Linked DNA regions of Mus musculus: regions 1, 2, 3 and 4 are each linked to region 5. The links are chromatin contacts, called in public HiChIP or PLAC-seq and promoter capture Hi-C maps. All regions are on one chromosome and are shown on one strand. The core of a region is the stretch at or near the end of the contact, and the rest is flanking DNA. Distances in the headings are between cores, read along the strand shown.

Evidence for each region. Promoter capture Hi-C pulls out the DNA fragments that hold promoters and counts their contacts. HiChIP or PLAC-seq counts read pairs in DNA pulled down with a chosen protein or histone mark.
Region 1: an HNF4G HiChIP or PLAC-seq map of pancreatic cancer cells shows a contact between it and region 5. The contact joins the promoter of Cblc here to the promoter of Fosb in region 5. A contact is called at or near these places in 3 of 39 promoter capture datasets (embryonic stem cells, liver and maxillary cranial neural crest) and 2 of 115 datasets of contacts at active chromatin or transcription factors (bone marrow-derived macrophages and pancreatic cancer cells).
Region 2: a contact with region 5 is called in an HNF4G HiChIP or PLAC-seq map of pancreatic cancer cells. The contact joins the promoter of Nectin2 here to the promoter of Fosb in region 5. A contact is called at or near these places in 1 of 39 promoter capture datasets (cranial neural crest) and 3 of 115 datasets of contacts at active chromatin or transcription factors (embryonic stem cells and pancreatic cancer cells).
Region 3: a promoter capture Hi-C map of liver shows a contact between it and region 5. The contact joins the promoter of Clasrp here to the promoter of Fosb in region 5. A contact is called at or near these places in 8 of 39 promoter capture datasets (the C10 cell line, cranial neural crest, embryonic stem cells and 4 more), 1 of 484 Hi-C or Micro-C datasets (embryonic stem cells), 3 of 115 datasets of contacts at active chromatin or transcription factors (bone marrow-derived macrophages, effector CD8 T cells and embryonic stem cells) and 1 of 9 other capture datasets (pancreatic islet).
Region 4: a contact with region 5 is called in a promoter capture Hi-C map of pre-B cells, with 4 times the contacts expected there. The contact joins the promoter of Clptm1 here to the promoter of Fosb in region 5. A contact is called at or near these places in 5 of 39 promoter capture datasets (the C10 cell line, liver, pre-B cells and 1 more) and 3 of 115 datasets of contacts at active chromatin or transcription factors (bone marrow-derived macrophages, embryonic stem cells and pancreatic cancer cells).

Annotation. Positions count from the first base shown.
Region 1 is chr7:19,795,411-19,798,110 of GRCm38.p6, reverse strand. It overlaps Cblc (Casitas B-lineage lymphoma c), which reads left to right and starts at 1,302. Exons shown (of 12, transcript NM_023224.5): 1 at 1,302-1,678. The coding sequence starts at 1,329.
Region 2 is chr7:19,748,226-19,750,925 of GRCm38.p6, reverse strand. Nectin2 (nectin cell adhesion molecule 2) reads left to right here and starts at 1,353. Exons shown (of 9, transcript NM_008990.3): 1 at 1,353-1,711. The coding sequence starts at 1,624. It overlaps Gm34744 (a long non-coding RNA gene), which reads right to left and starts at 1,356. Exons shown (of 3, transcript XR_881878.3): 1 at 977-1,356.
Region 3 is chr7:19,603,083-19,605,782 of GRCm38.p6, reverse strand. It overlaps Clasrp (CLK4-associating serine/arginine rich protein), which reads left to right and starts at 1,297. Exons shown (of 21, transcript NM_016680.5): 1 at 1,297-1,371; 2 at 2,478-2,593. The coding sequence starts at 2,495.
Region 4 is chr7:19,663,586-19,666,285 of GRCm38.p6, reverse strand. Clptm1 (cleft lip and palate associated transmembrane protein 1) reads left to right here and starts at 1,256. Exons shown (of 14, transcript NM_019649.2): 1 at 1,256-1,352. The coding sequence starts at 1,281.
Region 5 is chr7:19,308,667-19,311,366 of GRCm38.p6, reverse strand. It overlaps Fosb (FBJ osteosarcoma oncogene B), which reads left to right and starts at 1,322. Exons shown (of 4, transcript NM_008036.2): 1 at 1,322-2,061. The coding sequence starts at 1,936.

The sequences.
Region 1 (2,700 bases), core at 53-2,552, 490 kb before region 5:
CCCGTTCGGTTGTTAGAAACAGAACCTTGCTTTGTAGCCCAGGCTGGACCATAATTCAACATCTTTGTTCTCTTCTTCCTGAATAATTAGGTTTAAAATTATCTGAAAACACATTCAACTTCAATTTTTTATGTTTGTTTGTTTGTTTGTTTTGGAGACAGGATTTCTCTGTGTAACTCTGGCTTACCTGGAACTCTCAATGTGTAGACCAGGCTGGCTCTAAATCAGAAATTAGTCTCCCTCTGACTCCATCGTGCTGGGATTTTTTTTTTTTAATAATAAAAGATATTGTACCAGGCATGCCCCGTGCCTTTAGTCCAAGCATTTGGGAGGCAGAGGCAGACAGATCTCTGTGAGCTTGATGCCAGCCTGGTCTACAGAGAGAGTTCCAGGACGCCCAGGGTTGTATGGTGAGATACTGTCTAAAAAAACAAAGCTAGAACAACAAAGTGTGTGTGTGTGTGTGTGTGTGTGTGTGTGTGTGTGTGTGTGTGCTTACCCAGGGTGTCTTCAGAGGACAGAGGCTTCAGATCTCCTGGATCTGGAGTTTTTGCCAAACAGGGAGGGAGAGGAAGGGAGAGGAAGGGAGAAGGAGAGAGTGAGAGAGCAGGCAGGCTGAGGAGTCAGTACCGGGCCTAGCTGGGGTGGTGGCTGGCTTGCTGGATGCCCTGGGTGCCCTGGGGCAGAGAGAACCGTGTCCACGGCGCCCTCTGGTGGCTGTCTGAAGCATAATCAGGGCGGACCTACAGGTCTGGCAGGTTGGGGTGCAAACCTGCCCGGCAGCCACTTCCTGCAGCCCTGTGCATTCCTGAACGCCACTTTCCGCCACACCCCTTTCACCTCTTTTGAAAATCTGGGTACTTAAACTGTAACTAAATTTCCCTTACCTGCCACGGGAGCCCGAACTCCGGTGGTTCTAGTACCTTACCTCGGGGACATAGAGTAACTACTTGACTTTCTGTTCTTAGAAGACTCAGCTCTCTGACTCCCCTATGAAGAAAGACTGACAGCTTCAGCCACAATTCATGAAAGGGTGCCTTGTCCCAGAGCCCTACTTGCGGAACCACCTCTTTTCTCAACACCAATAAATCCAGACTCTAGCCCTCCTCTCTCAGACCCAGGGGTCTAGTCCCAGCTCTCCTCCCTCAGACTCTACAGGCGTCCAGCTTCAGCCGTCCTCCCTCAGACTCTCCAGGCCGGCCCCTTTTACCTACAGTCCCCTCCTGGTCCTCCAGGACCTGCCCCCTGCTCCCTCTTGGTCCCGCCCCTACCTGGAGCCTTTCCCCGCCACACCCCTCCGTCCCAGTCCCAAGCCACCCGAGGGACCCATGGCTGCGGCGGCAGCCCCGCGAGGGTGGCAGCGGGGCGAGCCACGCGCGCTTAGCCGGGCGGTGAAGTTGCTCCAGCGCCTAGAAGAGCAATGCAGGGATCCCAGGATGGTCACGGGGCCCCCGTCCCTGCGGGACCTGCTGCCCCGCACCGCGCAGCTACTTGGAGAGGTGGCAAAGGCCCGGCGCGAGGCCAGGGAAGACCCCGAGGGTCCCGGTGGCGCCGATGACTTTCTGGCCATCTACCTGGCCAATCTGGAGGTCAAAGGCAGGCAGGTGGCGGAGCTCCTGCCACCCCGAGGCAAAAAGGACGTGAACCAGGATGTTTTCCGGGAGGGCTCCAGATTCAGGTGAGCGCTAACCTACCTCAGAGACAAGTCACAAACTAGTGATTTCCGGATTGTGTGCCACCAGCCGCCTGTTCCCTCAGACCCAGGGGTCCAGGTTCCACCCTCCTCCTTCAGACCCAGAAGTACAAGCTTCAACTCTCCTCAATCAGACCCAAAAGTCAAGACCCTTTATTCCATCAGACCCAGGAGTACAGGTCCAGCCTTCCTCCCCATTATTCCCCCCTTTAAGCACCCTTGCCTCCAGGCCCCCTTTCTTCCTTTTGTAGATCAGCTTGAACCTGGGGTGCAGGCGTGTGTCTCTCCTAGAAGAGCAAACTTCAGCTGGGCAGTGGTGGCGCACGCCTTCAATCCCACTGGGAGACAGAGGCAGACGAATTTCTGAGTTCGAGGCCAGCCTGGTCTACAAAGAGTTCCAGGACAGCCAGGGCTACACAGAGAAACCCTGTCTCGGAACAACAACAAAAAATAAAAGAGCAAACTTCCTGTTGGGGAGGCAGGATGAGTTGGACCCACCTGTCCAGCCTGAGAAACAGGCCAGCCCCCACTCCCACCTCCACTTCCACCTGTCTGGGTTCCAGCAAAGATGTCTGTTCCAAGGATCTTAGACGTGCCTGCCCTCTGGCTTGTGGGACAACTGCATAGAACTGGAGCTGGAACCCAGAGCAAGGTCTAAACTGGTGATTTGGGTCTGGCTCCCTAGCCTTGTTGTGACTTGCCTGAATAAATAAATATATATATCACATATATATATATAGTATAATATATAGAGACACACATGTGCATATATATGTGTATATATATGTATGTATGTGTGTGTGTATATATAATGAAAATACATATCTCTTTTTTCTTTCTTTCTTCCTTTCTTTCTTCCTTTCTTTTTTTCTTTCTTATGTAGTTCCAGCTGGCCTTTAAACTCGATCTGTAGACCAGGCTGGCCTCAAACTCACAGAGATCCACCTCCCTCTGCCTCCTGAGTACTGGGGTCAAAGGGCTCTGGCACCACAATCAGCCCAGAGTAA
Region 2 (2,700 bases), core at 104-2,603, 440 kb before region 5:
CCACCAAACTTGGCTACGTGAGTTGGGGCCCCGGCACCCACTTGCTGCTTCCAACTCAAAGCAAGTTGTTATTTGCCCTTCAGAAGTCAGCACGGCCTGCACACACACAAAATAATCAGCAAGCAAACAAATAGGAGCATTAACAAGAGTGGAAAGCAAGTTGGTCAGAGCCAGGGTCCACTCCTTGGGCCTTGCCACATGGGAGAGGGGCTTCATGTATGTGGCCGGTGGAGAAGGGGCCCTACCCCAGCCCAGGTGGCTCTCTCACAAGAAACCCCCAAATGCCTGGCCCTTGGGGAGGATTTGGCTGTCAGGTACTTCAGCAGCGGAGTACCTGTTCCCCTCCCCCATCCCCAACAAGTGGACCTTCTCATTAGCTCCACTCGGCGGCCCTGGGAATGTGAAAAGGCGGGTGGGGGTGGGGAGGGTGGAGCGTCTACGAAGAGACAAAAGGGCCGCCTCAAAACCAGCCACAAAGACCACAGGATTCTGGTGAGATAGAGAAAGTGGGACAAGGACAACCGGAAGGGACTGGTAGGGCCAGAGGACAGACTGACTGGTCCAGCCCCACCCAGCGGGGTTCGGCCTGCTGGGTTGGTTTATGCTGCCCCCTCGCGGAAGGCTGCGATATAAAAAAAGGATACTGGGTGGGAGGGACGCAGAGGCCAGATGCAGGGACAGGAATATTAAGAGTGACACAGAAAAAAACTATGAGACAAGAAACAGAAAGTGACAGGGACGCAAAGAGAGACGCACACAGTCAAAGGAATGCAACGAGACACGGGGACTAAGTGACATAGGCACATGGACAGACAAAGAAACACCAGAGCAGAGCCACAGAGAAACATGGGGATGCGGAGGGAGACTCAGAGGTAGAGAAAGAGGAGAAATCTGGAAAGAAATGATGCGGCGACACGAGAACCCAGGGCAGAGATCAGAAAGAAATGGGGTCCACTAAGAAGTGACCCCGACCTACCACAGCAGCAGGACTAGGAGAAAGGCTGGGACAGGGGTGTGGCCTCACCAAGGGGCGGTGCCTCAGGAAGGGAGGCCCTATGAGAGCCCACATACTCAGGCTAACCAGAGGGCAGTGGGGCGTGGTCTGGGCGAGAAGGCATGGCTTCTCCTGGTGGGAGGCGACCGGAAGTTTAGAAGGGGGTGTGACCGCGTCTCATTAGAGTGACCAGTAGGGGGCGCAGTGGGTCTTCCCGGGTTGTGTGTGGGCGTGGCTCCATGTCGAGTGGGCGTGGTCAAATAGTTAATTCCAGGAGAAGGCGGAGATAGAATCGTGGGGCCAGACAGGTGTGGGACGCGGGATGGGCGGGGTCTTAGCCCTGAGAGGGGCGGAGCCTGAGCCCTAGGATCGGCTTGGCGAAGAGGGGCGGGGCCTGTGACGTCATGAGTCCGGCCCGCTGGAGCTAAGCGAGGGGCCGGGGGGCGCGGATCCTGAGAGCCAGGCGAGGGAAAGCTGGGCCGAACGAACTGATCCGGGGAGCCGTGAGCGGCGGAAGCCGGCCTGGAGCCGGACACTTCAGACCCCTGACTGCCCTCCCAGCCGATCGGTACACGAAGAGTGGTCCCTAGGCACCCCCTGCCCGGGCCCAGTCCCTCCCCGGGCCCCCCATGGCCCGGGCCGCAGTCCTCCCGCCGTCCAGATTGTCACCGACGCTGCCGTTGTTGCCGCTGCTACTGCTCCTGCTTCAGGAAACAGGTGAAAACGCGCGGATGCCTTCGTCAGTCCTCAGAAGGGAGGGAACGGGGCATCGTCCCCCACCTCACTCCCAGCTCCCCGAGGCCCCTTTCCCTCGTGCCCCCTTCTAGGTTGGCCCTACTGATCGAGATTCTCGCAACACACCGGGCTCTCTCTCCGAGTCTCCTAACCTCCCTCTCTGCACCTCGCGTAATCACAAGTGTCCATTCTAACCCGGGTTTCTGACCCCCTCCACCTCCCTCGGCGTGGAAAGGGTTAAATCCTCCCCATCCTGTGCTGATCACTTATCCGGAATCTGGATTTCCGTCTCTGCTCTCCCCCCTCAGGAATGTGGAGAATGTTCCCCCCACTCACACTAGCTGGAGGGTCGTGATGGTGAGGAGGGACGACACCCCCCCCCCTTTTTTTTCTTTTCCTTCTTGTTGGGTTGGGCATCCGAGGCCCGGGGAGAATTGGGCGCGAGGGGACCCACAGTCGAGGTTCCCAAGACGAGTGTGTGTTGGGGGGGGGATGAGTTCGGTCTTTGGGAGCCCTTGGCAAACCAATGATGAGAGTTGGGGGCACTCAGGGGCAGGAAGGGTGTGAGTCTGGAGTGCAAGCCTCAGGGAGTTTACAGACACTGACCCCTGGGTTCTGGGAAAATTAAGAGGTTCTGCCTCCAGGATCTCAGAAGGCGAGCCTAACCCGGGTCTAGATAGAATTGGAGAAAAGGGGTTCAAACTTGTGGGTCTTGGGTTTAACTGTGGGCAAAGAGCTCTGCTCGCTGGGGTCCAGGTGCAGTTAGGGTCCAGAGGCACTATCTTGGCAGGTTCGGATTTAGCTGTAGGCAATGGAATTTAATGATCAAGGGACTCTGACCTTTACCCCTCTGCCCCCAAATATAATCAAAGGCTTAAAGACGTAGCCTGAAATTGGGAACTTAGTCGGCTGTGTCCCAGGTAGAGTCAGAGCCCGGGAGGTTTGCAGTTTTCCTCCCCTTCCCCCTTTCC
Region 3 (2,700 bases), core at 48-2,547, 290 kb before region 5:
CTCTTAACCGCCGAGCCATTTCTCCAGCCCCTGGAAGCTCAATTTCTAATCTGGATCTTGAGATGGGAAGACACACTTTTAATCCAGCTCTAATCTGGGCCACGATTTCTGCTGGATTGTATATAGGGATGTGGAAGAAGGAAGCTTTAGGTATTTGCCTGCTTGCCATCGTCTTGCTAGCAAGTCCATTCCTTCACTGGCGTTAGAGCCTTCTCTGTGGTTCTAGTGTATACTGAAGACCAGCTGAGGCATCCAGCCTTGTAGCCCGAGCATCTACTGATCTACTGAGTTCTTGGCCTTTCTGTTCCTAGCCTGCTATTGTTGAATTAACTGAACACAACCTACAGATAATTTTTATTAATCCCACATATATGTCTGTGTGTATACATATATATTTATATATACATATACACGTACATATATGTATACATATATATGTACATATAGGATTAAATAAAATTATATAATATATATGTGTGTGTATACATCTCAGAGAAACATACACCTTCAGGCATACACATAATATTTTTTTTCCGAGACAGGGTTTCTCTGTGTAGCCCTGGCTGTCCTGGAACTCACTTTGTAGACCAGGCTGGCCTCGAACTCAGAAATCTACCTGCCTCTGCCTCCCAAGTGCTGGGATTAAAAGGCGTGTGCCACCACTGTCCGGCAATATAAATCTTTTAAAAAGACTTTTCTATTTTTGTATTTTATGCATATGGGTGTTTTCTCGGCATGTATGCACATCAGAATAGGGCACTGGATCCCATAGGACTACAGTTAAGAGACTGGTTGTTGGGCTGGTGAGATGGCTCAGTGGGTAAGAGCACCCGACTGCTCTTCCGAAGGTCCAGAGTTCAAATCCCAGCAACCACATGGTGGCTCACAACCATCTGTAATGAGATCTGACTCCCTCTTCTGGAATGTCTGAAGACAGCTACAGTGTACTTACATATAATAAATAAATAAATCTTTAAAAAAAAAAAAAAAAAAAAAGAGACTGGTTGTGAGCCCTATGTGAGTGCGGGCAATTAAACTCAGGACCTTGGCGAGAGCTTCCAGTTCTCAATCGATTGTCACCACTCCAGCCCCTAAAAGAAATAAATCTTTAAAAACAACAACAAAACGTGTCTGGAATTCTGGGTTCCTCTACTTAAGCTCTCACTTTTAGGACAGGTCCCAGATGGTGCCACCCTGCAGGCCCCGCCCATAATCGCGAGAGCCACGCCCACATCCCAGAGCCCTTCCTCTCGACCGCGGAAGTGCCTTTTGTGCAGCGCCGCCTCTCTCCTTCGCTCAACCTCTCACTTCCGCTTCCGGTGTGGGTCGTGAGCGCGCGCGAGCGCAGCAGTGGGAGGCGGCGACTGGCCGGTGAGTGCAGGCATCCGACCCCGACCTCCCGGCTTCCGAGCGGTGGCAGTCGACCTCATCCTTGTCCGAGGCGCTCCGGAGATCACCGTGGGTGTCCGCCGGGCCCCGACGGCGGCCCCGCCTGCTTCCGCCCTGACAGGCCTCAGGCTGCGCCCCTCGCCCCTCCTCAGGCCCGAATCCGGGCTTTGGGGTTCGGCACGGACCCTGGTCCCCAGACGCAGCTCCGTCCCTGTCTTTCACCCATCGCTCCGGCCCAGGGCCGCACTCTCTCTTTTTAGCCTGCCTGGCCGGCTTCACGTCCCTCCTTTAGAGCTCAGCCGCCTGACCATCTTCATCCTCTGTCCACGCCCTTCACCTGGCCTCACCCCCCTCCCCAAGCGTGTCTGGGCTGTGCTGTTGCCTCTCTCCACTAACCTACCTTACAACACTGCTGCACCCCCCTCCCGTACCATGCATGGTTCCTGCAGAGGGATCTTAGGGGTTCTTGTGAGCCCAGCCCTGGCAGCTACGGATCGGTTTCAGACATTCCTTTTATTTCAAAAATTCCATTTTTATTTTTCCAGACAGCATCTCACTATGTAGCCTTGGCTAGCCTGGAACTTAGTACATAAACCAGGCTGGCTCCATACTCAGACATCTGCCTGTCCTGCCTTCCCACTGCTGAGATTCAAGGCATGCACCATCACTCCCAGCCATTTTTTTTTTAATTAAAGTAGGATCTCCATATTTAGGTTACACTGGACAGTGTAACCAAGGCTGGCCTTGAACTCAAGACAGTTCTGCATCAGCCTTCCAAAGGCTATCTACTCTATAGTCTTTCATATGGACTTTAGCGAGCAGAATCTAGGAGGATTTTTTTTCCCAGGAGAAGATCTTACCTAGGTCACAGAGAGCTTTCTCATAGTTCTGGAGCTACTGCCACAGGACTGTTAGGAGTCCTTTTGTGCACTCAGCGTCCTGGTCTGCAGCAGGGTCTCTCTCTCCCCTGAAGCCATGGGACTTGGAATTTAGTCCATCAGGATCAACCCCAACATGTCAGAGGACTGTAACTCTACCCACGTGGTCTTTATAGTCCCTTTGACATGTCTGGTGCCCTCCTCCCTCAGGCAGAAGCCTCAGCACCATGTGGCACGAGGCTCGGAAGCATGAGCGGAAACTTCGAGGCATGATGGTGGACTACAAGAAGAGGGCGGAGCGGCGTCGGGAGTACTATGAGAAGATTGTGAGTGAGCAGACTTGAGTGTGGGGCGGGCGGGCTCCAGAGGGAAGGGCCCTGGGCTTGGAGGTGTGTCAAGGCAAGAGCTCTTTTTCCTCACAATCCTAGTCGTC
Region 4 (2,700 bases), core at 7-2,506, 350 kb before region 5:
TGTTGCGGTGTAGCCTAGAACTAGTGCTAGGTACCGGCCTGTTAGTTTACTTGAGTTCAATCTTAAGTCAGATTCTCTGAGATGGAGTCTGAACCCAAAGGAATTGGTCTCTCACTTGTTTAATGTGCTGAGACATAACCTGTAATCCCCGATAGCACTCCTAGCACTCCTGAGGATGAGGCTAGAAGATGCCGCAAGTTCTATGCTTGCCACAGCCAGGGCTTCATTTCAAGACCTTTCCCTTTACCCATCAAAACGAACAAACAAAAGGAGAAAATAGGATTATTACTCTCATGTATGTTATGTTTTAATCCCAGTATTCTGGAGGCTGAGGCAGGAGGATCAGGAGTTGAGGCCGGCCTGGGCTACAGAATGAGATCCTGTCTTTGTGTTTAAAGATTCGAGGTTTGCAAGAAAGCACAGACCCCTAATGGAAGACGAGTGCTAAACTAAGCGGCCTAAAAGCGGCTAAGGTCCGGGATGAAGGTGGCTCAGCGGCTAAGAGCATATCTGCTCTTCCAGAGGTCCCGAGTTTACTTCCGAGCAACCACACGGTGGCTCACAACCATCTATAAGGTGATCTGATGCCCTCTGCTGACATAAAGATACAGTGCTCGTGTACATAAAACAAATAAACGAGTCTTTATTTGAAAAAAGTGACTAGGGTCCCATTTCCAGGTGTGGTGTCCGTAAGAAAGCAGATACGGCCTAAGGATGAACTACAGTCTCCGAGGGTTGATGACGAAAGCTTAAGACAAGGAAATCGCATCAGAAGCGAAAAGAACAAAGTAATGACCACCCCTTAGGTCGAAAATCCGCAGCCAGAGAGGGGTTTTCTCTTCAAGAGGGGCGTGGCTCTAGCGAATCGCTACGGTGGCCGGAAAAGCTCCGAAACCATCGACTTTGTAAAACCCGAGAAGAAACGGCCATCCGAACTGCGGTGGAATTGCTTGGGAAGACCATACAATCAAAAAAATAACCATCCACCTTGGCCGAGTGTAACAAGTAGAACCCATGAAAAGAGCATTTCCTGCTATAGAAAGTTCAAGCACTCGGAGAAGTCACTCCCTGCTAGACCAAAACAACCAAATTGCGGTGAAAGGGGCGGACGTCGAGTACGGTGGCCTAGTTGGTCCTTCAAGAGGGCGTGGCTTGAGGCGCTCCATTCTGATACGGAAGCCTGGTGGGGACGGGTTAAGCGTAAAATCTCGCGCGATCGCGCTGGCGCCGTCGGGGACGGGGCGGGGCTGGCGGCGGGGGCGGGGACCCGGAGCAGGAAGATGGCGGCGGCGCAGGAGGCGGACGGGGCCGGCAGCGCCGTGGTGGCGGCCGGGGGAGGCAGCTCTGGTCAGGTACGGAGGCCGAGAGGTGCCTGAGGGGGCTCTTCCCCAGCGGGGGGCACCCCTGCAGGGAGTGTCTTGTCCTTTTTGGAGGAACCCGGTGCACCGGGGGCTCCATGCCCCAGAGGGACCTTGAATATTGGGCCCTGGCGGCGCCCGGCCGCCCAGGAGGCCGGACGGTGGCGGGAACCCGGCCCTGTTGCGCGCCGGGTCTCCTGCAGGCTCGCGCCGGGCGTCCAGCGGACTCCTTGCTCGAGCGGAGGAGAGGGTGGCGCGGAGGGGCGCAGACTCGGTCCTCGACTGTGTGGTTCCAGCCTCCAGCACTGTTTCTAGAGAGGGCTGGTGTTCCTGGTCCGCTCCGCAGTGCCCGAGATCGGGGGCAGTGGTTGGTTAATTGAGAGTTTTCAAGCTCAGGGCAAATACGGTAATTGTGGTGGGTAGAGGGCATGGGCTGCGGAGGCCGACCGACCCATTTCACAGACAAGGATCCGAGGGACGACAAGACGAAGGCGCTTGTAGAAGGTCACCCAGGTTAGTTTTGGTGTCCGTTCTAGGAAAAAGCTGACTGTGGGTGGTCTGGGCTGAGATGGGCGCTGTTTTAGCCCAAGCTGATCAAATAAATAGAGAAATAATTGATCCAGGCGCGTTTGCCTCCCAACCCATTACCACCTCAAATAAACTGAGACCTCAGAGCATAGCAGTTCACTCAGGCACCGTGCAGGCTTCTGCTGGAATTGATGGAGTGGAAGCAAGGTGCTGTCGACCCACCCACTGGGATGTCACTGCCGTGTAGGAGGCAGCTCAGGGGTGAGGAGTACCGACTGGGAGGGGTGCATGTAGCTGACTGGATGTGACCTTGGACAAGTTTTCTTCCTTTGGGTCTTTATTTCCCCAGTGGTTAATGGAGGACTTGGGCGAGAGGGCCAGCCTTATGGCTATAAAGATGTCTCCAGTCATGTCCCTGCAGTGAGGGGAGTGGGAGAGGAGATGGTAGCGTAAACAGACTCGGGAAGTGACAGAAGTCGGGATGAGGGGCTGTAGGGTCTCAAAGGAGGGGGACAGATACACTCAAGTGATGAGGTAGAACCCACCTTTTCTGACTGAGTCTTTCTGGCATTTCCAACCAGACCTTGGGTGCACACAGCTCAGGAAATTGCTGGTTTATCCCTGCTGTGGTGAATACACCAGCGGGGTCTGCAGGGACGTCCTAGCCTCTGGTCCTTGGGACTGGCTCCTGTAAGTTTCTGTTGATTATTGGGTGGCAGTGGCGTGAGAGACTGTTGAGCTTCCAGTCACATGTGGAGCCTCTCTGGTTCCCATCTCTGCTCTAAATCTTTGCTTTGTGACTTTGGTCAGGGTC
Region 5 (2,700 bases), core at 73-2,572:
GGTTGTTTTCTGTCTTTGCATGCATGTGGAGATCAGAGAACAATTTTTAGGAGTCATTTTTCTTCTTCCACCGTGAGTCCCAGGGATGGGACTCAGGTTGTCAGGTATGTGTAGCAAGCTCCTTTACCTGTGAACCATCTTGCTGGGGCTGATACCTGCTGATTGCTAAACACATGCCACCGATTATATTAATGCACTAGTATTTTATTTATTTATTTTTCGAGACAGGGTTTCTCTGTGTAGCCCTGGCTGTCCTGGAACTCACTCTGTAGAACAAGCTGGTTTCGAACTCACAGAGATCTCCCTGCTTCTGCTGGGATTAAAGATGTGTGCTGCTGCCGCAGCTGCCACCACCACCAGACACCACCAATTATTATTGTTCAATTATTATTGTATACACACTTTCTTTTCTGTCTCCTGAGCTAAGTGGGAAGGAGAGGCTTCCAACACCATCAAGCCTGAAGAACTCACCGGGTGTGGGTTCCTACCTGCTCCAATTCTGCAGGTCCCCCAGATTCAGGGACCCGGAAAAGCCACCTATCCTTTGCTTAGCTATGAGTACTGAAGTTTTAGATCAGGGAGGGAGCACATTTTCCAAGCTCACCGAGTCACACAGAATCCGTGACAAAGCTAGTGGGGAGGGGACTGCATCCTTACCCATCCCTACACCTGGAGATATCACAGACTCTCCAATTCCTCCTGAGCCTCAGTTTCCCCACCTAGACTGATTATACCCCTCTCGCCAGAATCTGCACTGGGGACCTTGCTCTTTTTCACCAGCAGGGGCGCTGCACCGGTTTGGGGAGGGTGGGGTCCCAGGGGTATAAGCAGACCTGGGATCTGGAGTTGCACCTTCTCCAACCCGGGTCAGCAGGGGCCTTCTGAGGGAGTTTAGGCGCCTGTCAATCTCAGCCTCCGGGACAGCGTGGAACTGCGCAGGCGCGGGCGGGTTCCGCACAGCGCAACAGCGGGCGCGCGCAGGAGCGAGGGATTCCCTCTGACGTAATTGCTAGGATACCAAACAAACACTGGGCCGCGCTGGCCGAGCTCCTTATATGGCTAATTGCGTCACAGGAACTCCGGGGAGGGCGGGGCGGGATCCCCTCCCGCGAAGCCCCTCAGAACGCAGCCTTGGGGACCCCCGAGACCCCCAGGGTCACACTATGGGCAGGTGGCAGGTGCACGAGGCCCTGGAGGGCGCCACAAGGAGCTCAGTCGGCGGGAAGGGAGAGTTTGGGAGGTTTGTGCATGGAGTTGCGGGTGACGCAAGCGCGGGGGCGGGTCCCGGAGGCATAAATTCAGCCCGGCAGCTCCCGGTTTCATTCATAAGACTGGAGCGGCTACGCCGGGGACACGCGGAGCCGGGGCTTGCTGGACTTGACTACTGGTGACTCTTTCTTTTTCTTCTTCTTGGAGGCCGTGAAAAATTTATATATATATATTTATATATATTTTTAAACTGGAGAGAAAGTTTTGTGGGTTTCCTTTTTGCAAGACTCTTTCTAGATCGTTCTTCCGATTCGTCCGGAGGATAGACTTTCTTTCTGTGGGCTTCTGGATCGCGCCCCTCTGCTCTCCCTCATTTCTTGGGACGCTTCGACAGGATTGGAACTGCATCTGAAGCGCACGCTGCACCGCGGCACTGCCCGGCGGGTTTCTGGGCGGGGAGCGATCCCCGCGTCGCCCCCCGTGAAACCGACAGAGCCTGGACTTTCAGGAGGTACAGCGGCGGTCTGAAGGGGATCTGGGATCTTGCAGAGGGAACTTGCATCGAAACTTGGGCAGTTCTCCGAACCGGAGACTAAGCTTCCCCGAGCAGCGCACTTTGGAGACGTGTCCGGTCTACTCCGGACTCGCATCTCATTCCACTCGGCCATAGCCTTGGCTTCCCGGCGACCTCAGCGTGGTCACAGGGGCCCCCCTGTGCCCAGGGAAATGTTTCAAGCTTTTCCCGGAGACTACGACTCCGGCTCCCGGTGTAGCTCATCACCCTCCGCCGAGTCTCAGTACCTGTCTTCGGTGGACTCCTTCGGCAGTCCACCCACCGCCGCCGCCTCCCAGGTAAGTTTTAGATCGTAAAGATTCTACTTTAGTGGTTGGGGGGGGGGGTGTTTCTTTCAGGCTAAAGTGTAGATTGAGCATCCTCTCAAATAGAGACGCGCCAAAACCCAGGATCTGGGATTGCAATAGTTCGGTTTGCACTTTGGTTTTTTGTTGTTTGCAAACTGCAAAGAATGGAGTGATGTTTGCAAAAGGTTATTTGCGCGGAGCGCGGGAAAGGAATGCAGCTGGGCAAACGTTGGCGATGCCCGGTGCAAAGTATATACCCGGTGGTTAGCAGAAGCTGAGAACTTTTAGCCGAAAGCCGGCTCCCTAAGCCGAAGCTAGGCAAGTAGGGGAAGAAAAAGAAACAAAAAATTCCAGAGAAGCTTCCAGGAGCCTCCTCCTCTTCCCTCTTCCTTCAAAACGCGGACTGCAAGTCCGCAGTCACCCTCCACCCAGCAAGAGTTAGGGCCTCGAACCCCGGTCACGCTGCCTCCGCCTCCTGCGCGGAGACGTAACGGGGGACCCGTGCGTAAAGGCTGACGCGCTGGAATCCTCCGTCTGACGCGGGGCACGCACAGCGCGCAGCGCCCCCTCCGCCCGCCCCGCCCCTGACGTCCCGGGCACGTTCTATTTTGGAACGCCGAGGCCACGTTG